3 separate regions of the Hordeum vulgare genome follow, and regions 2 and 3 are each linked to region 1. A link is a contact called in public Hi-C data. All regions are on one chromosome and are shown on one strand. Each heading gives the region's core, a stretch centred on a gene start, on an enhancer-like site or on the middle of the called end of the contact. The rest is flanking DNA. Distances are from core to core; before and after follow the strand shown.

What was found. Hi-C and Micro-C count contacts between places; a contact is called where the count stands out from the background.
Region 2: a Hi-C map of leaf shows a contact between it and region 1, with 4 times the contacts expected there. The contact joins the promoter of LOC123445098 here to the promoter of LOC123445101 in region 1. A contact is called at or near these places in 4 of 6 Hi-C or Micro-C datasets (leaf and seedling).
Region 3: a contact with region 1 is called in a Hi-C map of seedling, with 4 times the contacts expected there. The contact joins the promoter of LOC123445103 here to the promoter of LOC123445101 in region 1. A contact is called at or near these places in 2 of 6 Hi-C or Micro-C datasets (leaf and seedling) and 1 of 1 datasets of contacts at active chromatin or transcription factors (embryo).

Annotation. Positions count from the first base shown.
Region 1 is chr3H:562,716,392-562,720,660 of MorexV3_pseudomolecules_assembly, forward strand. LOC123445101 (protein root UVB sensitive 6-like) reads right to left here and starts at 2,370. Exons shown (of 14, transcript XM_045122033.1): 1 at 1,898-2,370; 2 at 1,045-1,143; 3 at 856-969; 4 at 495-566; 5 at 272-382; 6 at 35-154. The coding sequence starts at 2,227.
Region 2 is chr3H:562,587,122-562,591,099 of MorexV3_pseudomolecules_assembly, forward strand. It overlaps LOC123445098 (2-C-methyl-D-erythritol 4-phosphate cytidylyltransferase, chloroplastic), which reads right to left and starts at 1,472. Exons shown (of 12, transcript XM_045122030.1): 1 at 1,251-1,472; 2 at 1,000-1,082; 3 at 853-924; 4 at 384-439; 5 at 219-298; 6 at 1-65. The coding sequence starts at 1,365.
Region 3 is chr3H:562,968,672-562,972,979 of MorexV3_pseudomolecules_assembly, forward strand. It overlaps LOC123445103 (protein TRIGALACTOSYLDIACYLGLYCEROL 5, chloroplastic-like), which reads left to right and starts at 1,998. Exons shown (of 4, transcript XM_045122035.1): 1 at 1,998-2,228; 2 at 3,848-4,022; 3 at 4,288-4,308. The coding sequence starts at 2,090. LOC123445102 (CLP protease regulatory subunit CLPX1, mitochondrial-like) reads left to right here. Exons shown (of 15, transcript XM_045122034.1): 10 at 1-30; 11 at 175-279; 12 at 486-548; 13 at 631-753; 14 at 826-984; 15 at 1,155-1,437. The coding sequence ends at 1,223.

The sequences.
Region 1 (4,269 bases), core at 1,120-3,619:
GGCAAAAAGTGCAAGGAAACACATTAATAATTACCAGATCTGCAATGTTCCCCACGGATTCGCCTTTAGCAGTCACGTCTCCAATATTTTCTCCTCTTGCATAGGCCTTGTAGATTGGAGTGCGAGTTGAGGTCGATGTAACAGCAGCGACATTCTAAAATGTTTCACGAAAAAACGGAAGTTCTTCATCAATACTTTTGAAACAGAGTGTTGAATCTATGTATACTTGAAATCCAAGTATTGCAACTTAGAGCAACTGGTGAGGACAGACCTTTACAACATTTGCAACGCAAGCCATAGGCAGGAAAAATTGAGGGAATGCCGCAGTAGCTAACTCTATCCCAGCGCCTATCTCCAGCAAGAGATCACTAGAAAAGCGGAGCTGCAAAAAAAAAAAAGTTTCAGTTAGCCATGCACATGGACCAAGAAATTGGAAATAATGTAGACAACTAAATACTACTACACAGATGTAAACATGCTTTCACGTGTTTTACCTGCTTTAGGTCATTGTCAAACTTCTTTCCTTGTCGTGCAAAAAGCATTTTTCCAACACGTCCAGCACCATCCTGAAGCAGGAGCACAGTCACAGCTATATAATTAGAAGAAAGCATACATATTTGATTACTAAGGACAAGAAGAAGAGCAGTCAAACAGAATATATTGCTATCAGATGGCCAATAACTCTAGAAGGATAAGACTTCAGGTTCATCAAATTTATCTCTAGGTTTGCTCTACGACAAAAAAGCTCTTCTAATAAATTACTGATTTGTCATCTGTGAATCAAAAAAATTGAACGGACAGGAATAGTGACCAGAACAAATATAATAGGTTCTTGGATATACATGATATGTTTACCTTGAGGATCCAGTTGATAGCAATGGCACCTGGGGTTACCTTGCTTTGAGAGACTCCAACGGAGCTCAGCAAGGTTCTTGTTGTGAACACCCCCATTGCTCCACCAAAGAAATGCTGAACAGTGAGCAAATCTTAGCATGATACATTTAAATCAAGACAATACTGAACACGAGTTATAAAAAATTGTACCTTGAGAGCTCTCCAGGTCATGTACGGGACATATGAAGGAGTAACACTGTCTGGAAACCCTTCAGGCACAACATACGATCTTACAAATGCCATTATTTCCTGCAGCCATAGTGTGTAATGGTGTTACCTACTCGTATTTGTTAAACATGTATGGTCAATGTAGTTTATTATAGATAGACGACATAAATGTCTGAGTGATTTCAACTCTGCACACAGCACTTTAATCTTCCCATAACAATATAGAATCCTCTATTCAACAGTAGAAAACAACTGCTAGAAAACTTAACTCCAAAATGAATTCAAATATATATAATTTTCTCTAAACACAACTGAGAATAAACTGAAGAAGACAACTTCTACAGGTATTAATTCTAAAAAGAACTCTCAGTCAGCAATCAACTTAATCTGGCAAGTAGTATTCCACTACAATATTAAATTTCGTACAAACTACCTCAGTCCCAACTAAAAATTGACGGCGAAAACAACACTACCATGGACTAAAATAACTGTCCAGAAACAGAGTCATAGTCCTGGAAGCACGACAAAAATCAAATCTCCCGGTTTCACCTAAATAAAACAAAATTGCCTCGAAAGCATCAAGTCAGTACGCTGCTGGGAAGAATTAGAGCGTGCATCCTGAGGGAAAAAAACATAACCACATTGTGCAGCTGCACAAATAATCTACAATTCGCAGATGGCTACGCCTCGGGTACACCAAATCGCCCAAAATCCACAACCAATTCCCCCCAAATCAAACCGGAAACCTAGCGCGTATCCACCAACCAGACCACCAAAACAAAACCAAAGCAGCAGCAAACGCGACGGGACGCCGCAATTCCGCCAGACGGCTCACCTCGGCGGGCGGAAGCGGCGACTGGAGCGGCACGGCCCGGACGGAGGCCCCCAGGGGGACGGCGGACCCGCCCCGGCCCCTGCCCTTCGCCTTCGCCTTCCCGGGGGCCGCATCCACCACGTACTTCCACCGCCTCCCCTCCACCTCCTCGAGGCACAGGAAGCCCTCGAGCGCGGGCGCGGGCGCCTCCAGGGCCGCGGGGGCGACGGCCCCGGCGATCGTGGAGGTCCGCACGGCCTCGCGCACCAGCCGCGCGTCGGGCGGCGGCGGCGCCTGCACCGTGACCGTCTGCGCCGCGGCGGTCCGCTTGATCCCCACCGCCGGCGCCATGGGCTGCTGCTTAGTCAGATGGTTGTCGCGACGGGCGCACAGGACACGACAGGGAGGCGGGGCGGGGCGGAGTGGTTGGAGAGAGAAAATGAAGGGGACGAGGGTTATATTGGCGGAGCCGCGGAAATGCCAAGATGGAGGCGTGCGTGGTGAGAGACCAGGCAGGGGAGAGACAAAAGGTTTTATAGACCACCAGAGGCCTCTCTTTGCTCCGCTACGGGCACCAGCGCCGTGCACCCACCTACATTACTTGTTGCCCTTCACGGCGGCGGGCGCGGCTGGGTCCCGCCCGTCGGAGAACGGTGGTTCGGCATGGCGTCGGAGACGCGAACCGCTACGGACAGAACGGTTTGTAAACTAACTGTTTTCCACGCAATGTGTGGGATGGTGATTATCTCCGACAACCAGCCATGTGTCGATGGTTATTGGAAGTTTACACTGAAGAGATGGCTGGTGAATGCTAATGTGGTTCGTTCAGTGTGTCATCGGAGACATGGACTGCGATGGACGTAAGCGGATGAAACCGTGATAATGTTATCTTGCACACGTTGATTGTTTGTGGGGGTAGGTTGTTTTCGAGATCCACAAGTCGATGGTTATTGGAAGCTTACGGGGACGAGATGGTTCGCGAAGGCCAACATGGTTTATGTAGTGAAGTTTACACGGGAGAGATGATCGGTGCACGCCAACATGTCGGTCTAGTGCACACCAAAGACACGAACCGCTGATGATACAAGGAGTTGAAACGCCACTAACTTACACACAAGGATTGTTTTGTGGTAGTGTTGCTCCTATGAGACATACCTCGGTGAATATTGGAAGTTCTTGAGGGAGGAATGATCGATGCAGGCTAGCACAGTAGTCTAGCATGGCAACAAAAATGCGAGCCGTTATGAACGAAGAGAGCTGAACCGCCACTATCTTACACGTAATGATTGTTTCGGGGTATGGTTGTTTATAGTCACACCGTGCACCTACCTAAATTACTTGTTGCCCTTCACGGTGGCGTAGTTGGGTCCCACCCGTCGGAACGCGGTGGTCCAGCGTGGCACCGGAGACGTGCACTGCTACAGACAGAACGGTTTGTAAACCAACTGTTTTGCATGCAATGTGTGGGATGATGATTGTCTCTGGTACCCAACCATGTGTCGATGGTTATTTGAAGTTTACGGTGAAGAGATGGCTGCTGAATGCCAATGTGGTTCGCTCACTATGTCACCGGAGACGTGGACTGCGATGGACGTAAGCGGATGCAACCGTCATAGTGCTATCTTGCACACAATGATTGTTTGTAGGGTAGGTTGTATCCGAGATCCACAAGTCGATGGTTATTGCAAGCTTACGGGGACGAGATGGTTCGCGAAGGCCAACATGGTTTATATAGTGAAGGTTAGACGGGAGAGATGATCGGGGCACGCCAACATGTCGGTATAGTGCACACTAAAGACACGGGCTGCTAATGATACAAGGAGTTGAAACGCCACTAACTTACACACGACGATTGTTTATGTGGTAGTGTTGTTCCTATGAGACATACCTCGGTGAACATTGGAAGTTCTCGAGGGAGGAATGATTGATGCAGGCTAGCACACTAGTCTAGCATGGCAACAAAAATGCGAGCCGTTATGGACGAAGAGAGCTGAATCGCCACTATCTTACACGTAATGATTGTTTCGGGGTATGGTCGTTTATAGGATCCATACGTTGTCGGTTATTGAAAACTTGCGAGGGAGAGATCACTCGTGCATACCAACATAGTGGTTTAATGTGACATCAAATATGGAAGTTGAAACGCTACTACTTTACACATAGTGACTCTGCTCATGGAGTAGACATGTTCTCAAGATTCAAGCATGAGTGGTTATCAAGAATTTAGGAGGAAGAGATGTTTGATGCTTGTATGTCAACATGATGACTCGATGTGGCACCGGAGACAGGAGTGACCATGGATCCAAAATGATAGAAAACAACGGTGTAGGCGTGTAGCCAAGGGTGGTTCATGGTCATATCCAAGATAGAAAGTAGAGCCTAGTGGTTAAGAT
Region 2 (3,978 bases), core at 222-2,721, 130 kb before region 1:
AGAGTCTTGTCTCTCTTTTCCCGGGGTTGTAAATTTAATAGGTATTTGCAAATTTTCAGCAGAACCTGCGGAAACAGTTGACTGATGAACATCTTACTCTGAGACCGTACTGTATCACTCTTTAAATTTGGTCACAGGACTTAATTCTAACAAGGCGTAGATACTAGATAGATAAAAGCAGAGTAAAGACAATGAGTATAGGATGAGTCCAGACGAACCTTCAAATACATTTTTGTAGGATGGATCACACACCACCACGACTTCTTTCACTTCCTTCATTGCACAGAATGTCTTTAAACTGCAGGACAGAAATGTAAGCATTTCACGTCTGCATGAAATTGCCAAATCAGAGAATTAACAAGTTCTAAGCCAAGGAGATGAACCTGTGCAGTGCAATTGGTACTCCCAGTAATGGTAGATACTGCTTAGGCATATTGGCCTGTCACAAAAGGGGGAGAGAAACTTAGGTACATTCATCGTCCACTGAAAGGATTTGCTAGTTTACTGCACAGTATTAAAATTATTTCGAAGCAACACAATTCTTCACAGCAAATCTAAAATTGATACCATCAAGCATTGCACTGATGCCTGTTCATTTTGTTTGGCACTACTCCTAATGTTCAAGAAAGATAGCAATCTCTTGTATACTACATTTATCTTCACTTATATGATGAGAAGCCGTACAGATACACCATCAGAATGCATATATCAATATCAATAAAAGAAGAACGGCTATGGCATTTGCGAGCGGAATTATCAGACCAGTGAAGAATAACCCAGAGCAATACACAGAACGCACCCAAGGTCATACACTAAGTTTGGAGTATGAGATAGAAAAAGGGGAATGTTTACCCCCATTCTCTTTCCCTGCCCTCCGGACAGGAGGATCACCGAGACGCTCCTCTCCTTGACAGCCTCCCCGCCCTGGCAAAACACAACCTCAGTCAGCCAGAAGAGCTCACTCCATCACATAGGGGTGTCATCCGAAATCCGCCGTACCTGCGCGCCGTCCGGTTCAGCAGCGCAGATGGCTGAATGCGAACGCCTCGTACTCCGCCGCGGAGCAACCCCGCAGCTCCTACCTGGCCACCGTTGACCCCAGAAAATAGGAAGGACTCAGTACATGAGCAGTAGATAAGCAGCTACAGACAATCGGACTGGAGCTCTAGCAAGTTCGCAGCCCCAGGGGCGCCAAGCCAAAACGAGCGGATTAGAGGCAATTGGCCTGGAGCAACACGAGCAGTCCTTACCAATCCGAAGGCGGCGGGACGCGGGAAGCAGCACGGCCGCGGGGCATGGCGGCGGCGTCGGGGCGGAAGGGGGGCGCGCGTGGGAGTGGAGGTGGAGGCAGAGGCGGAGCTCCATGCCGGAGGCGCTGGTAGGTGGCCCAATGGGAGGGAGAGGGGGTGGTGCTGCTGGCGATGGGCGGCCGGAGCGGAGGGGCGACAAAAAGAGTGGGAGGAGGCATCCCCGCCCGGAACGCGAGTCAAGTGTGGTGCGGATACAACCCGGTCAATCCCCGCCGTCCACAAGCTCTGTTTTTCTCCGTCACGTGCGAGTGTTGTCTATCATTTTGTTCTTTTGATTGATGAGGTGATGTCTATCATTTTGCGTCAACGAGTCATAGGCTCCCTTTTCCAATTATCCAATGGCTGCTCTTTTTTATTTTGCTGTTTATCCGATGATTTTTCACTCCTCACGAAAGGACCATCACTCAAATCTTCACTATTATGTGCCTCCTCAAAAATGCTACATCATCGCTGATTGATTGTAATAATATTTTCCTAGAAGATAGGCCTCACTTTAGAGTTTAATATCGGGCCTTGGATTTTACCTGTTCGGCCTTGGGACTCGGGAGAGAGCTCGTAGACCTTCATGCGGGTGAGGCTTTGGATTCTAGCAGTTTGGATTGGGGTAGAGAGACATAAGTTTATGCTCGAGCTGAAATCTATCAATATACACTTCAGCCTTCTGGTCCACCAACGGATCTTTGTTTTCCTAGTTGGATGGCCTTGAAGGCCTTCAGGATGGTGCCGGATAGGCACTTGTGTTGCTAAAAGGGTAATTGCGAATTGAGAAAAGGTTATCCATGCGGTTAGTAAGTTAAGTGATGCATTTAACTCGATCGTTTGTATCTAATTTATAGCTTGGGTTGTTTACGACAGCAAACGACACACGTATAATTGCAAGTCAGAGTCGGACTATTTAAGCGTCGGTGAGCTAACACATGTCGAGAAGTTGTTTTTTTGTTGCATTCTACAAGGGGGAGCTTTTCAACGACGTTGAAATCTAGCGTGAAAATCGATCTCATTTGTGCGACCAAGTATATCATGTTGTCTTGAAAATATAATCCCTTTAAAATCTTCCTTCCCACCCACATCTCCTCTCTTTTTATTGTTGTTTATCCGAGTTTTCATTCTTCAAGGAGAGACCATCCCTCAAACCTTCATTCTTTCTCATAGACCTCATGGCCGCATCGAAGAGCGAACCAATGTGACAAAGTTGATGGCAGACACCTGAAGTGCAAAGATAAGCCTCGACCACCACCGTGTCAATAACACCTACAAACTGTACTTCACCGACCAACAAAAAGACGCCATCGGGCCATTAACGTCGTCGTTGATGATATCGTCGAGATGGGCGGGCTCTAGGTGATCTTATTCGAAAGACTAACCCCCTCCCCCCCCACCACCTCCACCAAAGATGCATCTCCACGAAAGACCTATGATGTGTTTAGTTGTCTGCATTGCATACTTGTCTCCGTTGGGTCTGGTTGAGCATATACAGACCAAAAATCATCATATGCACATCGTTTGGTCGCCTGCATACAACTTGACTGCATCGTAGCACCGATTCGTAGCCCGTGTGTTTGGTTGCATGCATTGGCTGGGCTCATGCAATTACACGGTGTTTGGTTGCATACACGCAACGAGGTTTGCTTATCGTGTACCCTATGTGGTGAGCTTATCAACTACACCTTACTATAGGATCTGAAGTATGTCTAGAGGGGGGTGATTAGATTACTTGACAAATAAAAACTTAGCATTTCCCCAGTTTCAATAGTTGACAAGTTTTAGCAATTATAGTCAAGCACACCCTACACATGCAAGTCTAAGAGTATAGCAACGGAAAGTAAGGACATGCACATGTAAGTAGAGGGTAGGGATAGGAAGATCAAACGTAAAATTGACACAGAGATTTTTGGCGTGGTTACGATAGGTGATACTATCGTACGTCCATGTTGATGGAGACTTCAACACACAGAGGGTAACGGCCGCGAGAGTCCACTGAGGGCTCCACCCACAAAGGATCCATGGAGAAGCAACCTTGTCTATTTCACCAAGGCTTACGCCCACGAAGGACTAGCCTCGCTCGGGGTAGATCTTCATCAAGTAGGTGATCTCCTCGCTCTTACAAACTTCTTGGTTCAACTCCACACATAGTCGGAGGCTCCCAAGTGACACCCACTACAGGAATTAGCTTCTTTGTCGTTTGCCATCACAGACGGAAAATAGTATATCACGGACGGCAAAGACAATATCACAGACGGCAAAGAATCTCACGGTCGGCAAAATTTCTGCGTCAGCCTACGACGACATTGCAGCTTCTTTGCCGTCTGTCTCATCGAAGCGGACGGCAAAGAGCTTTGCCGCCAGCTTTTCATAAGAGCAGACGGGAAAGTGGTCGAGACGGCAACCGACAGGCGTTGCCTCCGTTAGGGGCTAAAGGAAGCTTTGACGTCTGCCTCCCCTCTTCTGTGTCGTCTGCCTACCCTCCTCCTCCCCCCTCCTCTGTGTCGTCTGCCTCCCCCTCTTCTTTGCCATCAGCCTCCACCTCCTCCCCCCTCCTCTGTGCCCTCTTCTTTGCCGTCTGCCCCCCTGGAAGCAGACGTCAACGATACTATATGGCCAGCTGCTACTGCCCAGGTTGCACAGCTGGGCGCCACGTGGCACCTTTGCCGTCGGTCAGCTGATGGCA
Region 3 (4,308 bases), core at 748-3,247, 250 kb after region 1:
CCAACGGTCACATCATCTTTGTTAGAATCTGTAAGCATTTCAATATCTACTGATTGATTTATCAACAGCACTTTTGATGTTCTGATCGTTTCCGTCAGTAATTGGAGCAGCCTTTTATCTCACAGAAATATTATTCACATAAACCTGAAAATAAAATTCCGTGCCCATTGACAGGTTGAGAGTGGAGATCTTGCAAAGTTCGGCCTAATACCAGAGTTCATTGGACGCTTGCCCATTCTAGTTAGTTTGGCAGCTCTCAACGAAGATCAGCTTGTTCAGGTAGTTTGAAAATAAAATGTAATGTATTCTTATTTGAGTATACGCACGAGGTTGCTGGTTTAAGCCTTCGATGTCCTTCGTTCAGAATCATGCTCTGTTCTTCTCTTTCCCATAAACTAAATGATCCGACGTCTGTATAAGTTCTTACATGGTTTTCATATGGCTAGCCTGCTGAAGCTAACTGAAGTTATTTGATCTGCATTCAGGTTCTTACAGAACCAAAAAATTCACTTTCGAGACAATACAGGAAAATGTTTAGCCTGAACAATGTGAGTCTACTACAACTTCAAGTGATTATAGACTTGCTTCTGTGCGCCAATTTCTAGCATTCCTTTTTCCCCGATTCTCCAGGTTAAGCTACACTTCACTGATGGTGCACTGAGAATAGTAGCAAAGAAGGCCATAGTCAAAAACACTGGTGCACGTGGTCTAAGAGTCATCTTAGAGACCATTCTACTGGAGGCCATGTATGAGGTAGTTGCTTGCAGTTTTCTGTAATGAACGCTGCAAAATCGAGGCATACGTTCTAACATTCTTTGTAAACAGATCCCTGATGAGAAAGCCGGAAACGAGCGAGTAGATGCTGTTGTGGTGGATGAGGAGGCCATTGGTTCCGTTGACAGGCCCGGGTGCGGGGCTAAAATTCTTCGGGGGGACGGCGCACTGGCACAGTACATAATAAGAAATAACTTACCAAACTCACCGGTATGGTACTCTTGATTTCTGAAACACAAAAGGTTGCACTGGGGGTCATTAGACCAAATATACACATAAAGCACAATAGGCTTTCCTTTAAAATTGAAATGGAGAAAATAGCTGTTAACTTGCGCAGCCTCCTCTAATCTCTGCTCTAACTTGTTTCCTCTAACTTGCAGGAAACCAACGAGGCTTTGGCCGGGGAGCTTGAAGACGCGTACATGCTGTCAAGAATCGTTAGCTTGTGATTAACCTTACAGACACCGTATATTCTGTAAAATGTCCACCACTCACACCCAGTCAATTTAACCAATTTTCCTGTGATCTATTTCAAGTTTGCGGTGAGGTCCGACGAGCAGAGATCCGGCCGTCGCGTCATTTGTTGTAATTGTTGATGTAAACAGGAGTTGCCTTTTGATCGAGCAACCATCCTGCTATAAGCAAAATGTTTCTCATTGTTTCTTTCTGGTGCTCCCAACCGGGCAGCTAGCTTATAGTTAGCTGTTGTCAGCAAAGGTGTAAACACCATGACACCCTCCTCACAGTTATACTCCGTAATAAGCACCTGTACAGGTTTCAGCTTTCAAGCTGAAAACATCCTGCAATTTCTACCTTTTGTTCAAGTCGTTCGTTATGGGACGCTACGATATCATCGCTTCAAATTTGAACTAAAACCACGACAAGAATTAGAATTGTGAAATGAAGCGGAGTACTTTCCATGATCACCATCATATGAACGTTTATGGAATCATGAATCTTCAGGTCAATGGTGCTGAAAAATGGTTCAGACCACACACACACAGGGTCTGAAGTCAGCTGGGCAGTTTCGAAGAGAAAGAAAGGTGGGTGTTTCACTGAAGCGGCCTCTGTAGTCCTAACGACAAGCGAAAACCTTGGTGCGGTTGCGTAAACCCAGCGCGTGCACGGATCACGAGGCTGATCGTGCGGCGGGGCGCGGCCAGACGGACCCGTTCAGCCGTCACTCTCGTCACCGTTCCCCCCCTCCCCCCCTCCCTCGTCCTCTCCTCACCCCAGTCGCTGAGAGAGAAAAGATATCGAACTCCCGCGAACCTTCGGAGCGCGCACGGGGCGGGCGAGCGAGCGAGAGAGAGAGATGGCGTACGGCGGCGGCAGGAGGGGCTCTTCCAGGTGGGGCCTTCCGATGGTGAGGTCGGACGCGCTCGGCAAGCTGGGGCCCTCCTTCGGCATCGGCGCCGGCTGCGGCGTCGGCGTCGGGGTCGGCCTCATCGGCGGTACGTGCCTCCCCAGATTTACCCCCGCCTCCTCTCCGTCGACCTGGATTGAATCGGCGATGGGCACGGTACATGTTCGCCTGCCACCGACTAGGTTGCCCGCTGCCGGTGTTTAGTTTGGATTTTCAGTGCCGTCAGTCAGTGGCGAATAGTGTGTGGGGATTCGGGACCCGTCGCCGTCAGGATCAGGATCAGGCTAGCCAGTTCGATTAATTCGATTCGAGGCTATTATTTCTGTGAGAACCCTGCAAACATATCCTGCACTTGTAATCAGTTGCATGTTGCCAGCAACTGTTGGAGTGGGAAGGCTTCAGGGTTCAGGTACCTCAGGTGCGATCATTTAGGTCTGTATGAAGTATCCGGGTTCTGGAATTCCAAAACCATCGTAAATAACAGTGCAAGTGCGCAACTATGTAATGCTATACGGGCACGGGCTGTCCAGCAATCTAACCCCCTCCCGTCCGCAGTTTGAGTAGGGAGGATTAGCATTTTTTTGGCTTCTGAATGTGTGGATGACTAGTTGCACAGCATCTGTGTCTTCCATGGTCAAACCTGAATGAAAAGGCTCTGTGTAAATATTTGTCGACTTGAAATGTCATTCTGAAGCTTATCTGAAGAGGAATTTGCGGCTAAGATTCGAGAATTATAATAATATTTGGTATAGTATATGGCGTCGCTGTTTTCTCAGAGAGCCATGGGGCGTAAATGAGTAGCTGTAGTTTAGAATGTACTAATCCCTCCGTTCCTAAATATAAGTCTTTCTACAAATTCTCTAAAAGATTACATACGGATGTATAGACATATTCTAGAGTGTAGATTCACTCATTTTGCTCCGTATGTAGTCTCCTAGTGAAATACCTAAAAGGTCTTATATTTTGGAACGGAGTGAGTATAAGTCTTTTAAGAGATTTCACTAGGTGACTACATACGAAGCAAAATGAGTGAATCTATACTCTAAAATATGTCTATGTACATCCGTATGTAGTTTATAGTACAATCTTTAAAAGGTCTTATATTTAGGAACGGAGGGAGTATTTAGGAATGGAGGGAGTAGTATCTAAGAGAAGACCAACCAGATAAGGGGAGACAGGAAGGTAAATGTGGTTATCATGCACAGCTCAGTATACAATCTGAAATGGAGATAGCTATATCAACTTTTAAAATCTGAAAAATTAAAACAATTAAACAAGTACTGCTAATTCATATTGCTCTGATGTTAGTATCTCTAGTTCAAGCAGTAAGATAAGGCTGTTAGATATGCACATAGATGCTTGGGGTCGTCTACACTCTATTAGATTGCACCCTTTTATGCATCATCAAAGTACATTTCGGTCCCCTTAAGGCCTTAACCTTGTGAATATTATCCCACGCGCCTGCTCTGAGCTGTGCGTCTCATTATAGTCATCTGTGTTAGTGGTAACAAAATATATAATATGATGTTGGCTTTCTAAATACTTCTGCATTCATACGGGAAGAATACCTTTTGAGAAGAACAAATTATTTACACTGTGACTCTGTACACCAGAACACAATTGGTTCTGCATATGTTAACTGCGGACATTATTTAACATAAAAAATATATTTCCTGTTCCTTTCTCATTTCTTATGTGTCTGAACAGGCGCAGGAATTGGAGCTGGATTCCCTGGTTTACAGCTAGGATTTGGAGCTGGTGCTGGATGTGGAATAGGAATAGGTTTTGGCTATGGTTTTGGAAAGGGAATTGCATATGACGAGAATGGTAAATATTCAAACATCAGGAGATCATTTCAGAACTCCAGGAGCCTTCCTTATGAGTAAGCAGTAACTCACTCCAAGCTTATGTACTTTGTACTATCGCAAAAATGGCTCCATTTGGGCACCTCCTGTTGCTCGACATGATTATATCCATAGAGGGGGCGTGTTTGACCTTGAATCTGTTTATCTATTTTACTATAGAATAGATGTGAAAGATTGGCTCTTACACTTGATGTCAACTGTGGTTAAAGCGTTATACTGCATGTCTAGCTTCACATGTTATCTCATTCTTCTAACACGATATTTTCCGGAAAAACTCTGCAGCCAAGAGTTTGATATCCTTTT